2 separate regions of the Callithrix jacchus genome follow, and region 1 is linked to region 2. A link is a contact called in public Hi-C data. All regions are on one chromosome and are shown on one strand. The core of a region is the stretch at or near the end of the contact, and the rest is flanking DNA. Distances in the headings are between cores, read along the strand shown. Region 1 overlaps QPRT (quinolinate phosphoribosyltransferase). Region 2 holds the start of MVP (major vault protein).

Region 1 (6,428 bases), core at 670-3,169, 110 kb after region 2:
CCTCCGGCTTGAAGTTGTCCAGCAGGACGAGGTCAGCCCCCGCCTCGGCTGCCTGCACGGCCTCCTGCAGGCTGCTGCATTCCACCTCCACCTTCAGGGCGAAGTCCGCCGCCTGCCGGGCTACCTGCACTGCCTGCCAGACAGCCAGGAGGAAAAGGGTGAGGACTGGGCCCAGAACCTGGTACTGGGGCTCAGGGAGCCAGGAGGGCAAGGGTGAGGTTGGGGCCCAGGGCTGGCACGGGGCATGGGGAGCCGGGATTGGTGTTTGAAAGGCCCTGGATGGACCATGAGCTTAGGGTTAATAAGGACACCAGACATTGGGGTTTTTTTGTTTTGTTTCGTTTTGTTTTTGAGACAGGGTCTCGCTCTGTCACCCAGGCTGGAGTGCAGTGGTGCAATCATAGCTGACTGCAGCCTCCGCCTCCTGGGATCACGTGATCCTCCCACCTTAGCCTCCCAGGTAGCTGGGACTACAGGTGCTTGCCCATAAGCATGGCTAATTTTTTCATTTTTTTAGAGACTGGATCTTGCTATGTGGCTCGGACTGGTCTCAAACTCCTGGCCTCAAATAATCCCCTTACCTGGGCCTCCCAAATTGCTGGATTACAGGCATGAGCCACTGTGCCCAGCTGGGATGTTCTGTTTTATTGTAGTTTAAAATGACCCCTTTTGTGGGTCAAAAAGTGGCTAAATATCAGCAATGCATTTGGACTTGAGTTCACTTTGACTCAGAATATTGAAGTTAGAAGAAGTCTTCATGGAAATTTCACAGATGGGAAATTAGGTGCAGAGGGTTAGAGGGACAGTGCCAGTGACACTGGCTTCCCCCGGGTTGTCCTTTGCTCTTGAACGTCACACCATACAGCAGCAGAACAAAGATAAAGAAGCAACCCCAGAGCCAGGCTCGGTGGCTCATGCCTGTAATCCCAGCACTTTGGGAGGCCAAGGTGGGAGGATTGCTTGAGTCCAGGAGTTTGAGACCAGCCTGAGCAACACAGTGAGACCCCATCTCTAAAATAAATAAATAAATAAACAAATGGCTGAGCAAACTGGCTCACACCTGTAATCCTAGCACTTTGAGAGGCTGAGGCAGGCGAATCACCTGAGATCAGAAGTTCGAGACCAGTCTGGCCAACATGGTGAAACTCCATCTCTACTAAAATATACAAAAATTAGCCGGGCATGATGGCAGGTGCCTGTAATCCCAGCTACTTGGGAGACTGAGGCAGGAGAATTGCTTGAATCCAGGAGTCAGAGGTTGCAGTGAGCCGAGATCGTGTACTTCACTCCAGCCTGCACAAAACAGTGAGACTCTGTCTCAAAAAAAAAAAAAGAAAGAAAAGAAAAACCGGCCAGTGGGGTGGAGACTGCCTGCAGATCCAGCTACTCGAGAGACTGAGGCGATGTCTCCAGAAAAACAAAGCAAGCCCAGCATTCCCTTAACGGGATGAGCTCTACTGAGCCCAGCTTAGATGGAGGAGCTGAGGTGGGAAGAGCCTTGCATTGCTGACTCTAGGCCATGGCTGTTCACCAGGTCCTGGGTGGGGGCTCTGGGGAGGGGAGGGGTGTGTTGAGGGCGAGGTTGGACCACAGATAGGCAGGACCGGCACCTTTTCCATGCCACCAGCGGCCACCACATGGTTGTCCTTCACCATCACCAGCCCTCCCAGGTCGTAGCGGTGTGAGGCGGCCCCGCCCACCAGCAGCCCGTACTTCTCCACCAGCCGGAAGCCTGGTGTGGTCTTCCTCGTGCCGGCTACGTGCCCGGTCCAGCCAGCCCCCCTAGCGGTCTCTACCGCAGCAGCTGCAGCACTGGCAATGCCACTGCAGCGGGCCAGCATGTTGAGGGCCACCCGTTCCCCCAGCAGCAGGCAGTGGGCAGGGCCCTGGACCTCGGCCACCCTGGCCACTGGTACCAGCTTCGATCCCTCGGGGAGGAACCAGGAGACTTGGCAGTTGAGTCGCGTAAAGATGGCATCAAAGAAAGGCCGCCCTGCCAGTACCCCAGGGGATTTGGCCCACAGCGCCGCCTGCGAGGGGCCTGCTCCGCTGACCAAGGCTGCATAGTTGAGCCCTGGGCAGTCCTCTCGGAGCCAGCTGTCCACCAGGGCTGCCAGGGTGACAGGCGGCAGCAGCAGCGCCAGGCCTGGAGGGGAAAGAGAACAGCTGTTGAGTTTGGCTGCCTCTCCTGCTGTCAGGGGTCATTGTCAAAATATTTAACAACCAGTGAAACTGGGCACTGGCCCATCAGCGTCAAGATCTAGGAGCCCCAGGGGAGAGGCTGCATGAGGAAGGCGGGTGTGGGGTGTGGGCGGAAAGGGGGCAAGGGTGGGAGAGTGCTGTGTGCTGGACGAGGTCACTGAGCACCTAGTATAATTTAAACCTCTGGCTTAAATCCTAGCACTCACGGTGACTCATGCCTGTAATCCCAGCACTTTGGGAGGCAGACAGATCACTTGAGGTCAGGAGTTCGAGACCAGCCTGGACAACATGCTCTCTACTAAAAATATAAAAATTAGCCAGGCGTGGTGGTGGGCACCTGTAATCCCAGCTACCCAGGAGGCTGAGGCAAGAGAGTTGCTTGAACCTGGGAGGCAGAGGTTGCAGTGAGCTGAGGTCACACCACTGCATTCCAGCCTGGGTGACAAAGCAAGACTTCATCTAAAAATAAATAAATAAATAATAAATTAATAAAATGAGAATGATGGGGCTGGGCGTAGTGGCTCATGCCTGTAATCCCAGCACTTTGGGAGACTGAGGCGGGTGGATCACCTGAGGTCAGGAGTTCAAGACCAGCCTGGCCAACATGGTGGAACCCCGAAAAAGTATTAGTGGGGTGTGGTGGTGCGTGCCTGTAACCCCAGCCACTAGGGAGGTTGAGGCAGGAGAATTGCTTGAACCCAGGAGGTGGAGGTTGAAGTGAGACAAGATCTCGCCACTGCACTCAAGCCTGGGCGACAGAGCAAAACTTCCTCTCAAAGAAAAAGAGGATGATGGGGAGGTGGGGAAGGTTAATGGTTACCAAAAAAAAAAAATAGAAAGAATGAATAAGACCTACTATTTGCTAGCACAGCAGGGTGACTATAGTCAATAAAAACCGTACATTTCAAAATAAATAAAACAATGCAATTGGTTTGTAACACAAAGGATAAATGTTTGGGGGGATGGACACCCCATTCTCCATGATGTAATTTTTCTTTTTTCTTCCTTTTTTTTTTTTTTTTTTTTTTTTTTTTTTTGAGGCGGAGTCTCACTCTTGTTGCCCAGGCTGGAGTGCAGTGCCACATCTCGGCTTACCTCAACCTCCGCCTTCCGGATTCAAGCGATTCTCCTGCCTCAGCCTTCCTAGTGGCTGGGGTTACAGGCAACCGCCACCATGCCCGGCTAATTTTATATTTTTAGTAGAGACAGGGTTTCACCGTCTTGACCAGGCTGGTCCCGAACTCTCGATCTCAAGTAATCTGCCCGCCTCAGCCTCCCAAAGTGTTGGGATAATAGGCGTGAGCTACAAACATTTTTTTAAAAAATAAGGTTGGTGGAATTGGTGAAGTTCCCTCGCGCTCTGAGCCGAGCCCGTGATGGGCCCGGCCCGGCTGCGGGCAGAGGTAAACCCAGACGTGGTGCAACAGCGCCATCTGTCGGCAGGGAGAATACCTGCAGTCTCATGGGCACCCGCCATCCGTGGTCTTTGCTTCCCCTTGATGGGGACACAAAGCCCGCCAGGGTGTTTGATTTAGCGCACACACATGTGCACGCACACGCACACAGCACACTTCTGCTCCAAGTGGAAGTGAAGGCGAGACATCCTGGCTTGCTCAGCTCTCAGAAACAGGCCCACTGTTATCTCCTTCCCCAAGCCCAGCTGCTCAGTCTCCACCCACTCATCACCGCACCTCCCCTCCGAGCCACAGGCCTCGGCACCGGGCTGTCCTTCCCCGCATTCTCTCCCACTTCTGCCCCAGATGGTTCCTGTCCCTCCACTAAGAGCCAGCTGTACCGAGGCTGGGCGCTGTCTCCGTTGGTCACATCCAGCTACGGAAAAGGCCTGGGAGCAAATGGCCCGCCCCCACTGAATTCAAACTAGGTGCAGTGCAGTGGCGCGATCACTGCAGCCTCAACTGCCCAGGCTTAATCAATCTTCTCGCCTCAGCTTCCCAAGACCCTGGGACTACAGGTGCACACCACCATGCCCGGCTTTTTGTACATTTTTTTGTTGTAGAGTCGGGGGGGGGGGCGGTCTCACTATATTCCCCAGGCTGGTCTCGAACTCCCAGGCTCAAGCAATTCTTGTACCTTCGCCTCCCAAAGTCATGGGATTACAGGAGTGAGCCACTATGCCCAGTATGATTTTTTTTTTTTTTTTTTTTTTTGAGACACAGTTTCACTCTTTTGCCCAGTCTGGAGTGCAGTGGTGCACTGGGCTCACTGCAACCTCCATCCCCCGAGGTTCAAGTGATTCTCCTGCCTCAGCCTCCCTAGTAGATGGGATTACAGGCACTTGCCACCATGCCCAGCTAATTTTTGTATTTTTAGTAGAGACAGGGTTTCACCATGTTGGCCAAACTGGTCTCGAACTCCTGACTTCAGGCAATCTGCCCACCTTGGCCTCCCAAGGTGCTGGGATTACAGGTGCCAGCCGCCACACCCAGCCACTTTTCTAAAGAAACTATACATACAGCCAAGAATCACGTGAAAAAAAGCTCAACATCACTGATAATAGAGAAATGCAAATCAAAACCACGGTGAGATACCATGTCACGCCAATCAGGATGACTATTATTATTTTTTGGAGATGGAGACTTGCTCTGTCACCCAGGCTGGAGTCCAGTGGTACAATCTTGGCTCACTGCAACCTCTGCCTCCTGGGTTCAAACAATTCACCTGCCTCAGCCTCCAAAGTAGCTGGGACTACAGGCGTGTGCCACCACACCCAGCTTATTTTTTTGGATTTTTAGTAGAGACAAGGTTTCACCATGTTAGCCAGGATGGTTTCCTGACCTCATGATCCTCCCACCTCTGCCTCCCAAAGTGCTGGGATTCCAGGTGTGAGCCACCGTGCCCGGCCAGGATGGCTATTTTGAAAAAGTAAAAAAACAAAAGAAAATGAAACAGATGCTGGCGAGGTTGCGGAGAAAAAGGAACACTTATACACTGTTGGGGGGAGCACAAATTAGTTAAACCATTGTGGAGGACAGTGCAGCAATTTCTCAAAGACCAAAACCAGAAATATCATTCAACCCAGCAATCCCATTACAGGATATACACCCAAAGGACTATAAATCATTCTGTTATAAAGACACATCACAGCACTGTTCACGACAGGAAAGACATGATTCAACCTAAATGCCCATCAATGGTAGACTGGATAAAGAAATTGTGGTACATATACACCACAGAATACTATGCAGCCGTAAAAAATGAGATCACATTCTTTGCAAGGACATGGACAGAGCTGAAGGCCATTATCCTCAGCAAATGAACTCAGGAACAGAAAACCAAATACCACATGTTCTCACTTATAAGTGGGAGCTAAATGGTGAGAACACATGGACACATAGAGGGGAGCAACACACACTGGGGCCTTTCAGAGAGGGGAAGGTGGGAGGAGGGAGAGGATCAGGAGAAATAGCTAATGGGTACTAGGCCTAAGACCTGCGTGGCTAAATAATCTGTCCAACCCCCATGACACAAGTGTACCCACGTAACAAACCTGCACATGTACCCCTGAATTTAAAATGAAACTTAAATTTAAGGCTGGGCATGGTGGCTCATGCCTGTAATTCCAGCACTTTGGGAGGCGAAGGTGGTTGATCACCTGAGGTCAAGACCAGCCTGTCCAAGACGGCAAAACCCCATCCCTACTAAAAACACAAAAAGTAGCCACCACTCCACACCTACAGACAGAATCTCCCTCTGTTGCCCAGGCTGGAGTACAGTGGCACAATCTCGGCTCACTGCAACCTCTGCCTCCCAGGTTCAACTGATTCTCCTGCCTCAGCCTCCCGAGTAGCTGGGATTACAGGTGTACACCACTAGCTAATTTTCATATTTTTAGTAGAGATGGGGTTTCACCATGTTGGTCAGGATGTCTCAATCTCCTGACCTTGTGATCTGCCTGCCTTGGCCTCCCAAACTGCTGAGATTACAGGTGTGAGCCACTGCACCTGGCCTCCAACTCCGGGTCTTGTCATCCTCCCACCTTGGCCTCCCAGAGTGCTGGAATTAACAGACATGAGGCGCCACACCTGGCAACTTCTTTCCATTTCTCATTGATTCTCTGACACTTTCTCATTGAGCACCTGCACTGTGCCAGGTGCTAATAATTGCTGGGCATGGAGGCGACAGCGTGCACAGCTCTTTCTCTTACCCGTCAGGCCTTATCCTATGCAGGACTGTGCCTCTGCCCGAAAGCCATTTCCCTTATCCTC
Region 2 (6,184 bases), core at 3,456-5,955:
GCTGAGAGGGGTGGCTCACACCGGTAATCACAACACTTTGGGAGGCTGAGGGTGGGAGGATGGCTTGAGGCCAGGGGTTCAAGACCAGCTGGGGCAACACAGCAAGGCCCTACTTCTTTTTTCTTAAAAAAAAAAAAGTAAACTGGATCACAGACTCTTGACTCAAAAGTAAACTTCTGCTACTTATAGCAAAACTTAATAAATAAGTCATGAGTCACTACTTCCCAGAAATCTTCAGGGTCAACTGTGAGTAGCTGATACAGTGAGTTTTTTTTTTTTTTTTTTTAAAGACAGACTTTCACTCTGTCACCCAAGCTGGCGTGCAGTGGCACGATCTCGGCTCACTGCAACATCCACCTACCTCCCGGATTCAAGCAATTCTTTTGTTGTTGTTTGGTTTGGTTTTGTTTTCTGGATTCAAGTAATTCTCATGCCTCAGCCTCCCAGTAGCTGGAATTACAGGCACATGCCACCAAGCCTGGCTAATTTTTTGTATTTTAGTAGAGATGGGGTTTCACCATGTCATCCCCAGGGTGGTCTCAAACTCCTGAGCTCATCTGCCTCCCTGAGCCTCCCAAAGTGCTAGGATTACAGGCATGAGCTACCACAACTGGCCCATAGTGAGTCTTAACTAGCAATTGACCAGTGACCACACTGCCTACGGCGTCTGCAGTGAGCAGAGTGGCACCACCTGGAGGCTTGTTAGCAATGCAGCCTCAGGCCCCACCCCAAAGCCACTGAATCCTCAGCATTATAACTTGACCACCAACGACTTGCACACATGTTAAAAGTCTGAGCAGCTCTGGTCTAAAGCAGAGACTCACGGCCCAGGCTACACACGACTCATCTGGAAATTTTTTTTTTTTGAGATAGAGTTCCGCACTTGTTGCCCAGACTGGAGAGCAATGGTAACATCTTGGCTCACTGCAACCTACGCCTCCTGGGTTCAAGCAATTCTCCTGCCTCAGCCTCCCAAGTAGCTGGGATTACAGGCGTACACCACCACACACAGCTAATTTCCGATTTCTCTTTTAGAAGAGATGGGGTTTCACCATGTTGGTCAGGCTGGTCTTGTACTCCTGACCTCAAGTGATCCACCCACCTCAACCTCCCAAAGGGCTAGGATAACAGGCATGAGCTGCAGTGCCCAGCTTTCTGGAGATCTTTTTTAAAGCCATCCATCTCTGGTGATTCTGTTTAATTGGACTGGGTGAGGTTCAAGCACTGCAATTTTTAAAAGTTCTCCCCTCTGACTCTTAACATATAGCCAGGATTGAGAGCCAGTGGAAGAATGTCACTCCAGCAGTTTTTAGCACTGGGAGCATGCTCCCGGGCCACTTGCTAGCCTCTGAGCTTTCCTCTCCAGTGAAGTGAGTAATAAAAGCGACTGTTGACCAGGCCTGGTGACTCACGCCTGTAATCCCAGCACTTCGGGAGGCCAAGGTGGGAAGACCGCTTGACACTAGGAGTTCAAGACCAGCCTGGGCAACACAGGAAGACCCCGTCGCTACCAAAATCATAAAAAAATACTATCTAGGTAGCCGGACTCGGTGGCTCACGCCTGTAATCCTAGCACTTTGGGAGGCCGAGGCGGGTGGATCACTAGGTCAAGAGATCGAGACCATCCTGGTCAACATGGTGAAACCCCGTCTCTACCAAAAATACAAAAAATTAGCTGGGCATAGTGGTGCGTGCCTGTAATCCCAGCTACTCAGGAGGCTGAGGCAGAATTGCCTGAACCCAGGAGGCAGAGGTTGCGGTTAGCCGAGATCGCACCATTGCACTCCAGCCTGGGTAACGAGCAAAACTCCACCTCAAAAAAAAAAAAAAAAAAAACTAGCTAGGTATGGTGGCACACACCTGTGGTCCCTGCTGCTTTGGAGGCTGAGGTGGGAGGAGGAAGGTCAAGGCTGCAGTGAACCGTAAATGGTACCCACAAGTGCACTCTAACCTGGACAACAGAGTGCATGCACTCTCAATGCACTTTTTTTTTTGAGACCATCTCAAAAAAAAAAAAAAAAGAAAAGAAAAAAAAAATGACTGCTTCCTGAAATCAGAGGTATTAGAGGATAGAGGGTCTCTGATGCACAGTAGGACCTGGAAGGAGGATAAAGATCTGTTCCAGGCTGGGCACGGTGGCTGTAATCCCAACACATTTGGAGGCCAAGGTGGGCAGACTGCCTGAGGTCAGGAGTTCGAGACCAGCCTGGCCAACGTGGTAAAACCTTGTCCCTACTAAAAATACAAAACATTGGCTAGGTGTGGTAGTGGGCACCTATAGACCCAGCTACTCAGGAGGCTGAGGCAAGAGAATTGCTTGAACCCAGGAGGCAGAGGTCGCAGTGAGCTGAGATTGCCCCACTGCACTCCAGCCTGGGCGACAGACTGAGATTCTTGTCTCAAAAACAAAAACACACAGCTCAGATTGCAGGCTGCTCAAGGGCAGGGAACTGTACTTATTTTCTTCCAGCCCATTCACTTACCCAGGTCTAAGCAGCCTCCTCTATCCCCAACCCCAGGGCTCTTGGTCCGCGCAGTCCAGAGGTTGGAGGTGAGGTCGGTGACCCAGCCTTGTCCCCAGACCTCCCACAGCTTCAGGTTTAGGAAAAGGCACGTAAAGTTTGGTATAAACAGGAACACAACTTCATGGAGTTTCTCCTCGCTGATTTAAGTTAAATATTCTAGTCTATTTAGAGAATGAGTCACATGACTCAGGAATTACCAACAGCCTATTTTCACCCAGCAGCTTCCTGGTTTACCCGCTTTAGGAGATCATTAATGGAAATTGCGAATCTGTCTCACATAAATTGCTTTTTTAAAAAGCCACAGTTTTAGGAACTTCTCTTCCCAAGGAAATCGGATCTGAGCTCCAGCCCAACTGGGCCACTTTGTGGGAGGGGGAACAGCCTGGTGACCTTCAGGAGGTAAGGGGGAGACAGAACAGCTAGGCCAGCCCAGACCTCCACTTGTTCTCCCTCCCCCCATTCCTGCCAATTAACACCAGTCACCAGAGGCAAGAACCAACTGGATATGATACGACCCACGAACCAAGCTTCAGAACCCCTCATCTACAGCAATATTTTCTAAAGTTGTCTAATCGTGGGACTGAGCTGGAATTATTATCATTTTTTTTTTTTTAAAGAACAACCCCCCCGCCGACACACACAAACAAGAGACGGAGGTCTCCTCATGTTGCTCAGGCTGGTCTGCAACTCCTGGCCTCAAGCCATCCTCCCACCTGGGCCTCCCAAAGTGCTGGGATTTCAGGCCTGAGTCACCATGCCCAGCCCTGGGCTGGAATTCTTAACCCCACTCCTGCTGCTTTTTGCAGGCCTCACTTTTGACCCACTGGGTCTAGGTTTCCTGGAGACAGCCTCTGGACCCTGTGTTCTAGGCAAACGCCCCCAAGTAATAGCTCCCACTTACCATGAGCTTAATCTGTCAGGCCTCAATTAACTCATGCTATCCTCACAAGAGCCTGAAAGTTAAGAAACTTGCCCAAGAGCACGCAGTTATCAAAGGATGAAGCTCAAAGTGTGCTCTGGGCATCATGACTGCAGAGACCACAAACCAGGAGGCAGTGGCTTTTCAGGCAGAAACAGGAAGATTCTAAACCAAGAACAAGGACTAGAGGAACTGGGTGGGGCTGGGTACTTTCCCAGATGGCGCCAATGGCAGTTCAAAGGTGTTTTCTGTAACCCGGGCCAGTGCCCAGCCTCTGTTCCCCTAGAACCTGGGAGGGCAACACCCAAGGTAACCTGAGCACCCTGTTACCATGGAGCTCTCAGGCTGTCTCTGGGCCACCCTCTCAAGGTGGCCTCCCTACCTGCTCAAGGCTATAGTGGGCTATCCTGTCCAAACAGCCACACCCCAGGGCCAACCCAGTGCTGTGTGTGCCAAGGGAGTTTCTGGGAGAGCCACCTCATACCCCACATGACAGCCAGCCTTTTCCCCCATCACCCAGGGGTCACCTAGGCAAGGAGCAGAGGACACAGGGGCCATCAGCCTCACTATCACCCCCACCCAAGGGACTGCTCTAAGATCCCCAGAATCTCAGCCTGGTGGGTACAGCTAAACATCCTCCCAAAAAGGGAAAGAACCTTGGTTACCAAATTCTATGCCTTCTAGAAATCACTCTAATGACTTCCGGAATGATCGGCTGAGGTCAACATCCGGCTGGGGCAGTAGGAAAGCCTCCTCTGTCAGAGTTAAGGGGCCTGAATGTGGACAGGTCACATTCTTGGGGCTCAAGGTGAAAGGCCAGAGCCCAGGTCCCCAGGACAGTGCAGGTAAGTAGAGCGAGCACCGATGTAGCTCTGAGATGGGGTCTGAATGAACACTGAGGTTGCCCACCTGATGTCCCATGTGGAACCCTGAAGTCAGAGGCCCGAGAGTTGCAGGGCAGTGGGGAACAGTGTTGGTGAGTTAATCTACCTTTACTTCAAAACCCAGAAAACTTCAATTATTGGAAAGTGAAATCTCCCAAAGCAAAGCCACCGCCCATCCTCCTTCCCAACTCTGATTCAGGTTTTCCCTGCCCTCCAGCAGAAGCAAGGCCCTTGAAAACAGGACAGGGTTAAAGACAGCCTCAAGGGATACAAAGATCTGCCGGATTTGAGGTTTGGGCGGCCAGTACCACGTACTCACATCTAGAAGTGCGGCTAGCTGCAACACACGCCTGAGATGGAAAACTCTCACCCAGCCCTGGGGATGAATCACTTCCCGGCAGGCCAAGCCAGGCCTGGCCCAGGGGTGGGGCTTGAGAGTTAAAGGGCCCCTGCAGCTGGTTCTCATTTTGTCCTCTGGGCTGTCTCTGCTGCAGCTGAAGGCACACTGCTCCCTGCCCGCTCATCAGTTTCTGCCTTGGAGCCAGCTGGCAGCACTGGGGTGTGGCTGGAGAATGCGAGACAGGGCAGGTGCTGACTGAGGGCGCCTCTGCCCATCTGGCTTTCATTTTCCAATCTGGGTGAATACAATTCTGCCTCTCCCTTCAAGAGGGACCAAACTGTTGAGGCTCCAGCTACAGCCACTCCTCTTAAGAGATGATAGCTCTGCATCTTTTATTTCAGACTCAGAAAATTCAGTCCCAGTCTCCAAATAGGTGTTCAATAGAAAACATGCACACGCACACACACACACACACACACACACACACTCTCTCTCTCTCTCTCTCTCTCTCTCCTCTCTCTTCCTCTTTCCTGCAACGTGCTGTTTGGGAGCTTGGGGTTTCTCTCTTCTTCCCAAGTTTCTCAGTGTCTGGGCTGGGGAAGGAGGGCCCAGGTCCCAGCAGGTACAGATGCTGCACCCTAGAGGCAGGAGCAGCAGGAGTCAGTATTTCCGTTGCCGAGGGAAGAGACTGCTCCCTGAGGATCGGAGTGGGGGGCTGGTGGGGCTGGGGTCCTCCGAGTCCAGGCTGAAGAGGTCCCTTCCAGTACGAAGGATCTGCTCCTCCAGCTTCTTGTGTCGCTTCATGTCCGAGAGCACCTTGTCCAGGCGGGCCTCCCGTTTCTGGCTCCGGGCTGAGCTTCCTGGAGAAGGGGAAGGTAAGATACATGGAAAGGATGGAGGCGGTGTGCACCAGACCTGCCTGAACCTCACTCATTACTTGGGGAGCTAGTTAAACATTCAGGTCCCCAGGCCTCTGTCTGGGAGGACCTGAGGTTCAGGGTTGGGCCTCAGAAAGAGTGAGTGGTGAAGGTCTTGAATGACAGGATGGCATGAGCAATGTGAAGAGCAGGGAGGACCATATGCGGGAGGGGGACGGCAAGGGTAAAGGCCCAGGACAAGAACAGAGTTCTGTTCAGAGAAGAGTGCAGAGAGCTGGCACTCTCGCTCTTCCCTGGCAAGATGGAATCCCTTGGAAAATTTTAAGTAGAAAAGCGACATGACTTATGGTCAGGTGCAGGGGCTCACGCCTGTAATTTCAGCACTTTGGGAGGCTGACGCAGGCAGATCACTTGAGGTCAGGAGTTTAGGACCAGCCTGGCCAACATGGCAAGAACCCATCTCTACTAAAAATCACAAAAATTAGCTAGGCATGGTGGCATGTGCCTGTAATCCCAGCTACTCAGCAGGCTGATGCAGGAGAATCATTTGAACCCAGGAGGCGCAAGTTGCAGTGGGCAGAGATCATGCCACTACACTCCAATCTGGGTGAGAGACTTCGACTCAAAAAAAAAAAAAA

What was found. A called contact is a pair of places that touch in the nucleus more often than the background predicts.
Region 1: a contact with region 2 is called in a Hi-C map of skeletal muscle, with 3 times the contacts expected there. The contact joins the enhancer-like site here to the promoter of MVP in region 2. A contact is called at or near these places in 2 of 3 Hi-C or Micro-C datasets (both in skeletal muscle).

The regions. Positions count from the first base shown.
Region 1 is chr12:29,795,887-29,802,314 of calJac240_pri, forward strand. It overlaps QPRT (quinolinate phosphoribosyltransferase), which reads right to left. Exons shown (of 5, transcript XM_054242761.2): 3 at 1,917-2,146; 4 at 2-133. Among named protein-coding and RNA genes, the nearest start is that of QPRT, 16 kb to the right of the region's middle. Within about 2 kb of position 1,920, at least 9 of the 16 cell types and tissues checked have an H3K27ac peak or open chromatin away from gene starts, as enhancers often do. A contact at or near this core is called in skeletal muscle, where this site is marked.
Region 2 is chr12:29,686,340-29,692,523 of calJac240_pri, forward strand. MVP (major vault protein) reads right to left here and starts at 4,706. Exons shown (of 15, transcript XM_009009417.5): 1 at 4,648-4,706. It overlaps PAGR1 (PAXIP1 associated glutamate rich protein 1), which reads right to left. Exons shown (of 3, transcript XM_002756050.6): 3 at 5,036-5,528. The coding sequence ends at 5,329.